Regions from separate parts of the Mus musculus genome. Here region 2 is linked to region 1. Evidence: chromatin contacts called from public promoter capture Hi-C data. All regions are on one chromosome and are shown on one strand. The core of a region is the stretch at or near the end of the contact, and the rest is flanking DNA. Distances in the headings are between cores, read along the strand shown. Region 1 has its middle 13 kb from the start of Gm39850. Region 2 overlaps Ola1 (Obg-like ATPase 1).

Evidence for each region. Promoter capture Hi-C pulls out the DNA fragments that hold promoters and counts their contacts.
Region 2: a contact with region 1 is called in a promoter capture Hi-C map of the HPC-7 cell line, with 1.9 times the contacts expected there. The contact joins two enhancer-like sites. A contact is called at or near these places in 8 of 39 promoter capture datasets (the C10 cell line, the HPC-7 cell line, cranial neural crest and 4 more), 2 of 484 Hi-C or Micro-C datasets (the HPC-7 cell line and nephron progenitors), 6 of 115 datasets of contacts at active chromatin or transcription factors (CD8 T cells, the HPC-7 cell line, bone marrow-derived macrophages and 3 more) and 1 of 9 other capture datasets (adipose tissue).

The regions. Positions count from the first base shown.
Region 1 is chr2:72,992,790-72,998,355 of GRCm38.p6, forward strand. No RefSeq gene overlaps it. Among named protein-coding and RNA genes, the nearest start is that of Gm39850, 13 kb to the right of the region's middle. Within about 2 kb of position 3,057, at least 221 of the 459 cell types and tissues checked have an H3K27ac peak or open chromatin away from gene starts, as enhancers often do. A contact at or near this core is called in the HPC-7 cell line and bone marrow-derived macrophages, where this site is marked.
Region 2 is chr2:73,144,145-73,149,710 of GRCm38.p6, forward strand. The region is part of intron 5 of Ola1 (Obg-like ATPase 1); the gene reads right to left. Among named protein-coding and RNA genes, the nearest start is that of Ola1, 68 kb to the right of the region's middle. Within about 2 kb of position 2,152, at least 20 of the 459 cell types and tissues checked have an H3K27ac peak or open chromatin away from gene starts, as enhancers often do. A contact at or near this core is called in the HPC-7 cell line and bone marrow-derived macrophages, where this site is marked.

The sequences.
Region 1 (5,566 bases), core at 1,807-4,306:
TTCTGCTCACACTCTCAGTCATCTACCCCCTGTGGTTAGCAGTCACAAATTCCAGTAACCCAGTAAAATCAAAATTCTAGAGGCTTGTAATTTATCAGTCAGATTTATATTAGTAAATTCTCAACCCACAAAACGCCTGCACAATGAACTCAAAACTCAACTGAAATAAACACAAGAATCACAGCTAGATGGGGCAAATGCACCCCACTTAATATTTAATCATCTAAGAAATCCCCAATACTTATGGCTCCCAAGACTATGGTTCTGGCTCCTCTTTCTCTCCTATAGGTTCCATCTTATCTCTTTCTCTCCTTCCCTTCTGTCTCTCCTCTCCTTCTTCTGTCTCTTCTCCTCTTTAAAATTCTCAGCCCACCTTCCTTTTCCACTGTCCAATCACAGGCTTCTTATATTAATATTTAGATTAATTGGTGGGAAATTCTGCTACAGCACTGCCCACAGTGAGCTGGAACCTTCCATGTCAATCAAGAAATGTCCCCACAGACTTGCTGTATCAGTCAGGGTTCTCTAGAGTCACAGAACTTATGGTACTCTCTACATAGTAAGAGAATTTGTTGATGACTTACAGTCTGTAGTCCAACTCCCAACAATGGTCAGCAGCAGCTGTGAATGGAAGCCCAAGGATTTAGCCGTTGCTCAGTCCCACAAGGCAAGCAGGCAAAGAGAGTCTTCTTTCTCCCAATGTCCTTATGTAGGTCTCCATCGGAAGGTGTGGCCCAGATTAAAGGTGTGTGCCACCATGCCTGGATCTAGGCCTTGCTTTGTCCCAGGCTGACCTTGAACTCAGAGATTTTCTTGGCTTAGTCTCCTCAGATTCATAGCCATTATGCCTCAAGATGTCCATGTCAATATCCAGGTCAGAAACTTGTATCTCCCAGCCTCAAGATCAGGATCACAGGGGAGCCTTCCATGCCGGGCGTGGTGGCGCACGCCTTTAATCCCAGCACTCAGGAGGCAGAGGCAGGCGGATTTCTGAGTTCGAGGCCAGCCTGGTCTACACAGTGAGTTCCAGGACAGCCAGGGCTACACAGAGAAACCCTGTCTCAAAAAAAACAAAAACAAAAACAAAAACAAAACAAAACAAAAAAACCAAAACCAAACAAACAGGGGAGCCTTCCAGTTCTGGAATTTCATTCATTCCGGATATAGTCAAGCTGACAACCAGGAACAGCTACACTTGCCTACAGACCAATCCTATGGAGGCATTTTCTCAATTGAAGTTCCCTTTCTCAAAGATAACACTAGCTTGTGTTAACATGACCACCTCCCAGAAAACAACAACAACAACAGAGATAGTAAACATAATTTGTTTTTTAAAAAATAATTTGATCAAAACTTGGGGGCCTGGAGGGATAGCTAAGTGCTTGATGTGTAAGCATGAAGGCCTGAGTTCACACAAAAGCTAGTGGGGTAGTATACGTGCAACCCCAGCATGACAGAAGAACTGGATTCCAGAATGTTCTAGCCAGCCAGTTTAACCAAAACAGCAAGCTCCAGATTCATTGAGAGATCCTGTCACAAAAAAAAAAAAAAAAAAAAAAAAAAAAATGTGGCATGTAAACGAGGAAAATACCTAAAAAAAAAAAAAAGAAGAAACACAAACTGATCAAAATGTATATACTAATGGTGTATACCATCATGTTTTGAAATATGTATATATCATGGTATGATAATGAGTAAATAAACTAACATATGTATTACCTTATATATTTATCCTTTTTTAAGTAACTAAGAACACTTAAAATATTAAGACATAGAACTGGCAAGATGGTTCAGTGGAGAAAGGTACTTGTTGCTAAGACTAATGAGCTAAGCCCTCCTCCCCCCCGAACCCCAGCATGGTGGAAGAAGTGAAGGACACACACACACATAGATTAGTTTTTTCTTTTTTCTTTTTTTAAAAAGAATTTGTTTATTATATGTAAGTACATTGTAGCTGTCTTTAGAAGAGGGTGTCATATGTCACTACGGATGGTCATGAGCCACAATGTGGTTGCTGGGATTTGAATTCAGGACCTCCTGAAGAGCAGTCAGTGCTCTTACCGGCTGAGCCATCTCACCAGGCCCCAGATTAGTTTTTTCTAATGTAATAAAAAATGTTGAAGCTGGGCGTGGTGGCACACGCCTTTAATCCCAGCACTCGGGAGGCAGAGGCAGGCGGATTTCTGAGTTCGAGGCCAGCCTGGTCTACAAAGTGAGTTCCAGGACAGCCAGAGCTATACAGAGAAACCCTGTCTCGGAAAAAAAAAAAATGTTGAGCCTGGCAGTGGTGGTGCACGCCTTTAATCCCAGCACTCGGGAGGCAGAGGCAGGTGGATTTCTGAGTTCAAGGCCAGCCTGGTCTACAGAGTGAGTTCTAGGATAGCCAGGGCTACACAGAGAAACCCTGTCTTAAAAAAAAATGTTGAAATCTACTGTCTTGGCAATCTTCAAGTAAGCAGTCCTTGTTATTAATAAGTCACCGTACTGTACAGTGAGCCTTAACTTAACCCATCTAATCAATCTAATCGAGACTTTGTACACTTTAGCCAGTGTCTCCCCTCCTCTTCCTGCCTCAGCCCCTAATAACCAGCATTCTTCCCTTTCTATTTGACCAGCATCCTCACTTACATGTGAGATCACACAGTAGTTCTCTTTCTATGCCTGACTTGTGTCACTTAGTACATTGTCCTAGAAGTGGGTCTAATTCTAAAGCAACAAATTAGAAACACTCTAACATTCCTCCAGGAACCCCAGGTTGCACCCCTGACCGACTGCAGAAGGCCCCGGCCCAGATCTGGCTCGGTAAAACTGCATTACAGACATATTTCCTTGAGCATGTCAGCTGCCTTCATTCCCTTGCCGGGGACCTCAAGTTGCCATCCACTTTCAATATTAATGCAGCATGCAAGGGGAACAGGAGGATTGCAGCCCAGGCTGAAGCTGGGCTCCAGGCCAGCATACAGAATGCGTCTGGGCATGTCTGAGGGACTTGCCAGAAGTCTCTCTGCAGGAGGGATGGAGGAGGCTCACAGAAAATAACATCCTGAGGCAGTGGGTGTGGGGACTCAGTTTTCAGAGTCACCAGGGAAACTTTGAAAAACAATGGCTTCCTGCACAAGTATGTCCCTCCTTTTCGAAAGCCCTCACTCTCATGTTCTCTCACTCTCTGTCTCCTGGTCCCTGTCCACCCAGAGGTGCACAGGAGCCAATGACACCACTTCAGCGTCAGACTCAGCCCTTGGACTAGCTGTACACATTAGACCTCACAGGCGTGTTAAACGTTCAGAGCAAATAAGCTCCAAGACTCTAGGGTTGAGCCTGCTCGGTGAACGCTTTCATACTTTAGGGGCTGCCTGCTGTCAGGGCTTCTTAATAATGACCACAGACCCTGGGCAGTTCAAGAACAGGCCCAGGGATCTATGAATCCCTGGAACAACACACAGCTTACTGAGGGTGTGTGTCTCCTTTTCTGTGAGTTTCCTCAGGTTATAAGGAGAGTGTGACAATTAACAATGACTGCCCTGGTGGCTGCCAAAAAAAAACATTAGTGAATAGATTTTTGTAAGATCATGTAAATGTTTCTATGGCAGGAATTAGCCAGATAATAATGCTGCCCTTCCCGTGAATATGATTTTTACCTTAACCTGCCAAGACAACAGTTACATGAGAAATATGGATTCCCCACCCCCACCACACACTCCAAGCCTGATTCCAAAGCTTCTGCCTCCTCCCCAGCCAAAACCCAGTGTCTCCTTCCTGAAATCACTGCAATCCTTGGGACACCTCACCTTTCCCTAATGCTTTCGCTAGGAATATGCATATCATATCTCTCCTAATTATAGCCTCTGAGGGGAGGAGGAAGTCTGTCTTGTCCGTCTTCTTTCTACCTCAGTTTCCAATATAACACATTTACCTCATTATCAGATGAGAGAACTGATTAATTATAAATCATTTAGACTTGCTAGGCCTTTCTACTTTCTATGAAAACAACTAACCACATTTCCTTGCCCACGCTGCACTTAAAATACACTCCTTATAACGGATGGTGGTCTGCTCTATTAATTTACCTGGTTAGGAAATACTAGGCAGGTACTATCACCCACTGTTTTCCTCTCTTTTCTTTTTACTTGGTTGTGAACGTAGGTATATAAACCATCATGCCTTTTGTGAGGGACACAGAGCACCAAGCATGTTGTGTCCTGGTGCAGATGTGTACGTCTCGCAGCATGGACACACCTCAGGGAAATGTCTCATAAAGCACAGACCAAGCTGGGACAGAGGTTGGGAGGGACTAAAATACAGCTATTAATATAGGAGCTTCGTGAAAGAGTCCGCCCATCGGATTATGGGAGCTCTGTTCTGAAAGAGAAAGAGAAGCCTGAACCTGCCTGTAGGAGAGAGAGCAAACAGGAAGACGGCCCAGCCTCAGAGGTGGGTGTGGCCTGGCAGCAGTACAAGAGCTTTGGAGTTGGCTCCATGCGGGCTAGATAGGCAAGAGGTGCCAGGTGCTGGTTTTAGGTTCTGTTTTGTTTTAAGTCTGTCTTCTCATTTGGTCTTTTTCAGATTTGTGTAGGAAATTTCTGACTCTAGTCATTATACGTAACTTTACATTAGTGATATTGATTTAGGAGCTGCTTTCCTGGTTGCCAGAGACTCCCAGAGAAACCTGGCACCTTTCTCCTCTCTCTCTCTCTCTCTCTCCCTCTCTCTCTCTCTCTCTCTCTCTCTCTCTCTCTCTCTCTCTCTCTCTCTCTCTCTTTTTGGTTTTTCGAGACAGGGTTTCTCTGTGTATCCCTGGCTGTCCTGGAACTCACTCTGTAGACCAGGCTGACCTCGAGCTTAGAGATCCCCCTGCCTCTGCCTCCCAAGTGCTGGGATTAAAGGCGTGCACCACCACTGCTTGCTACCATTGGGAAAGTCTTTAAGACAGAGACCAGGAAAGTTCGTGCGGGTCTAGTTTAAAGCCACTTAAATCTCAGTTGAGGAAACAGCCAAGCAATGCCAAGGGGCTTGCCAGTGTCACACAAGAGGCCTAGAAGTATCCTTTGTTCCCTTCTTCTCAGTCTACTGTGTTTCTATCATACTAAACCCCCAAACAGGCACAATACACTGTGTGGGATGTAACTGGTGGAAAGAGCCAAAGGTGTGGCAGGGCAGAGAGGCAGTGCTTGAAAATAACAACAGAAGGGCCAAATATCCAGTTCTAGTGAACTCTGCTTTGGGCTCTGAGCTCGTCCTCCTTATCACCTGAAAGGAGACTAAAGCAAGATATGCACTCGTGTGGGATCCTAAGAAGCCTTCAGTAGTTACAGGCCAAACCTGTACACTAGAATTAAAAACAGTGCCCCATAAAATGAATCCACCTTTATGTTTTGTTTTGTTTTGTTTTGCCTCAGTTTACTAGGATGAACCACCTTTGAAAAGGTCCAGTCTTGTCACAATGGTGTAGGCTTAGATTTTTTTTTTCAATTTACATTTTTTTCTTTTCTCAACTTTTATTTTATTTACATCTCAATAGAGGAGCTGATACCCACAGCACAACGAACATTCTCCTTTTCTGAGCCCA
Region 2 (5,566 bases), core at 902-3,401, 150 kb after region 1:
AAAAGAAAGTAGACAAAAGAAAGCCAATTCAAAATAAGAAAGGGAATTAAATTTTAATCATATAAAAAGTATAAAATACTTTTGTGACAATAAACATTTTCACAAAGCCACAGGGCCTCAATGAGTGCTGATCACTAGTGAAGGAATTTCAGGTTCTCTTCATTTAAAAGTAACTCAATCTTGCCTCAAGCACAGAGGCTGTATCACAGAGGTATTCTGGCATCCGTTTTGGTGTTTTTTCTTTCACACTATAAACTAGGAACCAAGTCCACTGCAGTCCACCAACAGTGTTCTCCTCAGAAGCTACTGTTGTATTAGATTACTGAACGATGCCAGTTTTAGCTGAGACAAACCAGAAGTAGGTTGCACTCAGATAAGATTATCTCACGTAAATAATCAGTAGGTGCTATATTTTCAGTATGTCCTTTTCTTACATAAAAGAAAAATTAATTTTAGTAAAAAATTAAAATCCTACAGTTGATCTGAAAAACATCTAATTGGAGCAAAAGGGGGTTATCTAGATAAAATAAATTATAGGCTAAGTAAATGTTTCTCTTATGGTTACATATATAAGCATACATATTAATAGATATAATATATTAATAATACATATAAAAACGAGCAGTCAAAATTTCCACTTAAATAAATTTAGTTAGTTGAAAAATATATACTTTACTCACTTTCGGCACAAATGAGTAAAGACATTACTAATCCCTTTGCGTTAATCTTTAATGCATTTTAGCCATTTGAGATTTTATATTTCTTTTTAAAGATTTCTATTCATGCGTGTCGGCTATGTCTGCCATATGTGTGCAGCTGCCTACAGAGGGCAGAAGAGGGCATTGGATCTCCGGGACCCAGCAGTTGTGAGCCTCCTGATGATTGAGCTGGGGCTGCATTCAAGTAGTCTGGGAGAGCAGCAAATAACCACTGAGCCATCTCTCTAGCCCCTGAGATGTTCTTACTTATGAGTACTTTGCCTGCATGTATGTCTGTGTGATATGTGTGTGTGGTGCCCATGGAGGTCAGAAGAGGACGTCAGACCCTTTGGAACTAGAGTTACAGATAGTTATGAGTCACCACAGTGGGTGCTAAGATCTGAACTCAGTCCTCTGTAAGAGCAGTAGTGCTCTTCACCACTGAGCCATCTCTCCTACTCAAGATCTCATACATTATAAAGAAATGCAGATTTTGGAACATGAACCTGGACTGCTTATGTAACCATCTAACATTACTAACTCAGAACCCCTAGATCTCTCAGACACTAAGGCACCAACCAGGCAGCATACAAAAGCTGGTCTGAGGCTCCTGCCACATATATAGCCAAGGACTGCCTGGTCTGGCCTCAGTAGAAGATGCACCTAACCCTTGAGAGACTTGAGGCCCCAGGGAGTCGGGAGACCTGGTGGGGTTGGGGGGACATCCTCTTGGAGATGGGGGCTGGAGGGGAGGAGGAATGGGATGAGGAACTGTGGGAGAGGGGACCAAGAGGGGCCAACACCTGGACTGTAAAAACATAAAAGTAATAAAAATATGAAAAATATATTCTCTGTATTATAAAGGATAAACCTGTCTGAATTTTATATTAGCTTGTAGTTTTATGGGCATACTAATCATAGATCTAACAATCTAATGCTTAAGTATGGAAACAAATCCTAGGTGTAGTGTTTATGATGGAAGGAAAAGGATTAAGGATTACCAGGAGAAGCAGGGATGGAGCTCAGAGGTAATGACTGGTTAGTGTACACAGGACCCTGGATTTGAGCTGGCACATTCACTAGGAAATAATGGAGAAGGTTGGGTTGAGGCAGTGCTCTTGCACTTGGATTTGGATACACTACCATGATATGTCTGAAAATCCAAGGGGAATCAGCCAGGAATTAAATATACTCATTTGGAGCTCAAAGGCTAGATCAAGGCTAGGGATACAAACTTAGAATTTACCTATATTTAGACAATTAATTCTAGTCATGGTTAGGGATTCTACCACATAGGGAAAGCTGTTATGATTTAAATGTGAAACATCTCCCACAGGTTCTCGTCTTTAAACACCTGGTTCCTAGCCCACCAGTGTTGCTATCTGAGACTGTGAACTATCAGAAGGTGGAGCCTCCCGGGGGGAAGTGGGTCATCAGGAGAAGGTCTTACAGTTTTATAGCCCAGATGTGCTTCCTGTCCTCTGTTTCCTTCCTGCTGCACAAAGCTGTAAGTAAGTAGCTGCCACTCCTGCCAGTGTGGCCTGGAGCTGGTCCTACTGCCACACTGCCCCCATTACCACAGAACTAAAATAAATTCTTAAAGTTGTTTCTTCTCAGGGTTTTGGCTAAAGCTTTAACAAAAGTAATCAGTACACAAAATTGCCTCATCATGTGATCTGTAAGTATTTGGAACCAGTTTACAGAAGAAATGAGGAAGAGTTCAGAGCTGCAGGCTAAAGCAGGGTTCCTAAGACTTCTCCCATTAATAACCTCGTTATACCTGAGCAAATTTTAATGGCCCTGTGTATAGAGGTATATGAAATATGCAAATGAACCAAGTATTTACTGATAATAAATTATACAGATTTTATTTTAAAACCATTTTTGAATGCATATATTACCATTTATTAGAAACTGGAGCAACTTGCATACTATGAGATGGGGGTTTACATAAAGAATTAAATGCCGGCTGAATCTTTGATACTGCCGCATGTACAGCACCTTCAGTGTTTCAGAGTTGACTGCCAATGCTGAGAAGACCCTTCACAAAAATACAAGTACAAGATGGCAGAAGTCACTTTAGGGCCATTTCTTTCTTTCTTTTTTTTTTTTTTTTCCCCCGAGACAGGGTTTCTCTGTGTAGCCCTGGCTGTTCTGGAACTCACTCTGTAAATCAGGCTGGCCTCAAACTCTGAAATCCGCCTGCCTCTGCCTCCCAAATGCTGGGATTAAAGGTGTGTGCCACCACCACCTGGCTGGGCCATTTCAAAAACTGTTAAAAATTCTGTCTTAATTCCAAGCCCAAACTCTTCATTTGATAAAAAACAAAAACAAACAAAAAACTACAAAAAACCCTTTCAGCCAGCAAGCTGAACAATCTAAAATCAAACAGGCGAATGCTGTCAGAAACACCTTGTATTCGTTACATGTTTAATCATGAATAAATTTTTGGCTGCCACACACTTAGAAACCTTTTTAATGTTGCCACGTTTTCCACAATTCTCTATGTTCAGTTATGAGGGTTGTGTTTAGTCAGGCATGGTGCGTGCCTTTATTCCCTGCACTAGGGAGGCAGAGGCTGATGGACCTTTTTGAGTTTGAGAGCAGCCCAGTCTACAGAGCAAGTTACAGAACAGCAAAGGCAAATAGAATCCCTAACTCAAAAACACAAAAGTCATCACCATCGTCATCCTCACAGTCACTCATCATCTGTGAGGTACATAATCCTACCGTAGACCTTAATGGGCCATTCTGGTGGGAGTCAGGCTGATAAATGTGGACCACAATGATTATGCTAATCAGACTGGACAAAGAAACCAAAGTCTATCGGAAACTAGACTTTACTGGTTAAAGGTCAGGTCTCTTAATATCTTCCTCCTAGCTCTTAAAAACTTGAGTTCGGCTGAATTCAAGTCATAGACAGTAAGCAACCGTGCAGGTTGTGGCAGTAGTGCAACCATGAAGACTGTAGCAATAGTGCAACCATGCAGGCTGTGGCAGTAGTGCAGCCATGCAGGCTGTGGCAGTAGTTTCTGCTCACGGCTTTTAGTCAGGGTTACGGAAAAGAAGGCAACAAATAGAAGAGACATATATATTAAAAACAAAAAACTAAACAAAAACAAAAACAAAGCCCTCCAGTTTCATGCCAGGCGAGGAAGAACATGGATATAAAGTTGCTGTGAAGTAGGGTGCAGAAGCATTTGTAAATGTTAAAGAAATTACTACCATTAAAGACTGTAAATAGGACTAACTTTCTCAGAAGTATTTAATGATCGTAAAGAAAAGGCAATTGTGTCATCAAGATGGTTTGAAGCCTTGAGAGCTGAATCCCACCTCCAGATGCACTTAGAGGTGGATGAGAGAACTGACTTCACAAAGGGGTCTCCTGACCTTCACATGCAACCCTGTAGCATGAACATCCTCACAAACACAGTGACAATGAGTAAAAAGTTAAAATATACATGTAATTGAACGGAGTATTTAGAAAGTTGTAGCACCAAACTTTTTATTTGACAATGAAAAATCTGAAAACTGCTGAAAAAAATCTAGTTTGATAGAGACAAGTATTATATAAAACTGAGAATTCTGTGCTAGGCATAGTGGCACACACCTTTAATCCCAGACAGAGGCAGGAAAATCTCTGAATTCCAGGCCAGCCTGGTCTACAGAGAACATTCCAAGACAGCCAGGGCTACACAGAGAAACCCTGTGTACGGGGACGGGGGTAAGGGTGTGGGAAGTTGGGGGATGGGAGGCATAAAACAAACAAAATCATTGAAAATTCCCAATTTCAAAAACCTGGAGACCTCCACAACCTCCATCTTTCTGAAGAATGACATAAGTCCACAAGTGAGAAACCCCACATGTGATCTCATGGGACTAGTGGCAGTCAGAATGAAGGAATTCTAATGAAGGACTGCATTAGACTGTCATTACACCACAAGCATATACGCATATACACTGTATAGGAAACATAAATGGGTCTGTGTTTAGAATTTGGATCCTATGCTCAAAATATAACAAAAGGCATGTGCAAATAATGAAGAATATGAAAAAACAATCCACATCAGAAACACTTCTGCTCCCAGTAATTTTAGATACAATGTAAGCAATCTATACAGGGAAGGAGGGAGGGAGGGACAGATGGGGGGAGGCAGGGACAGACAGAGGGAAGGAAGGGGTATTGCTGGACAAAACATAATTTTACAAATATACTAAAAGTCCATTGAAATGTATACTTTTAAAGTGCCAATATTCTAGTATATAGTTGAACTGTCTAAAAAATGGTTTAAAAGCAACAGAAAAAAAAAGTGTATGGCAGATAAGAAGAGTAAATCAGGTTTGGTTAGTGGAAAATAAAATTATTTCTGTCTGCAGATTTTTGGTCTTTGGAGTTGGGGGCAAGGTCATCTGGTAGAGGTAAAGAATGCATAGAATTACACAGTAATAAGCACAGTAACAGCTTTGGGGAGCATAGGGAAACAGCTACAACAGAGCAGAACAGAGAAGCTAGGTACTGCTGAGGGCCATGGAGATCATATGCACAGGAATGTCTTCTTAATAGTCTTTTCTGTGTTTGGCAGGTTATTGGAAAAGAAAAGGTGAATAGATAGACAGACAGACAGATTGATAGATATTGTGTGTGTGTGTGTATGTATGTATGTATGTGTGTATGTATAGTGTGTGTGTGTGTGTGTGTGTGTGTGTGTGTGTGTGTGAACATCTATGCGTGGAGGTCAGAGATCAATGATGGGTATGTTCCTTGATTGTTCTCCATCACCAAACACAGCTGTCATATTGGTGCTGGGGATCCAAACTCAAGTCCTCAAGTTGCCAGTAGGCATTTTACAAGCCAGGTTATTTTCCCA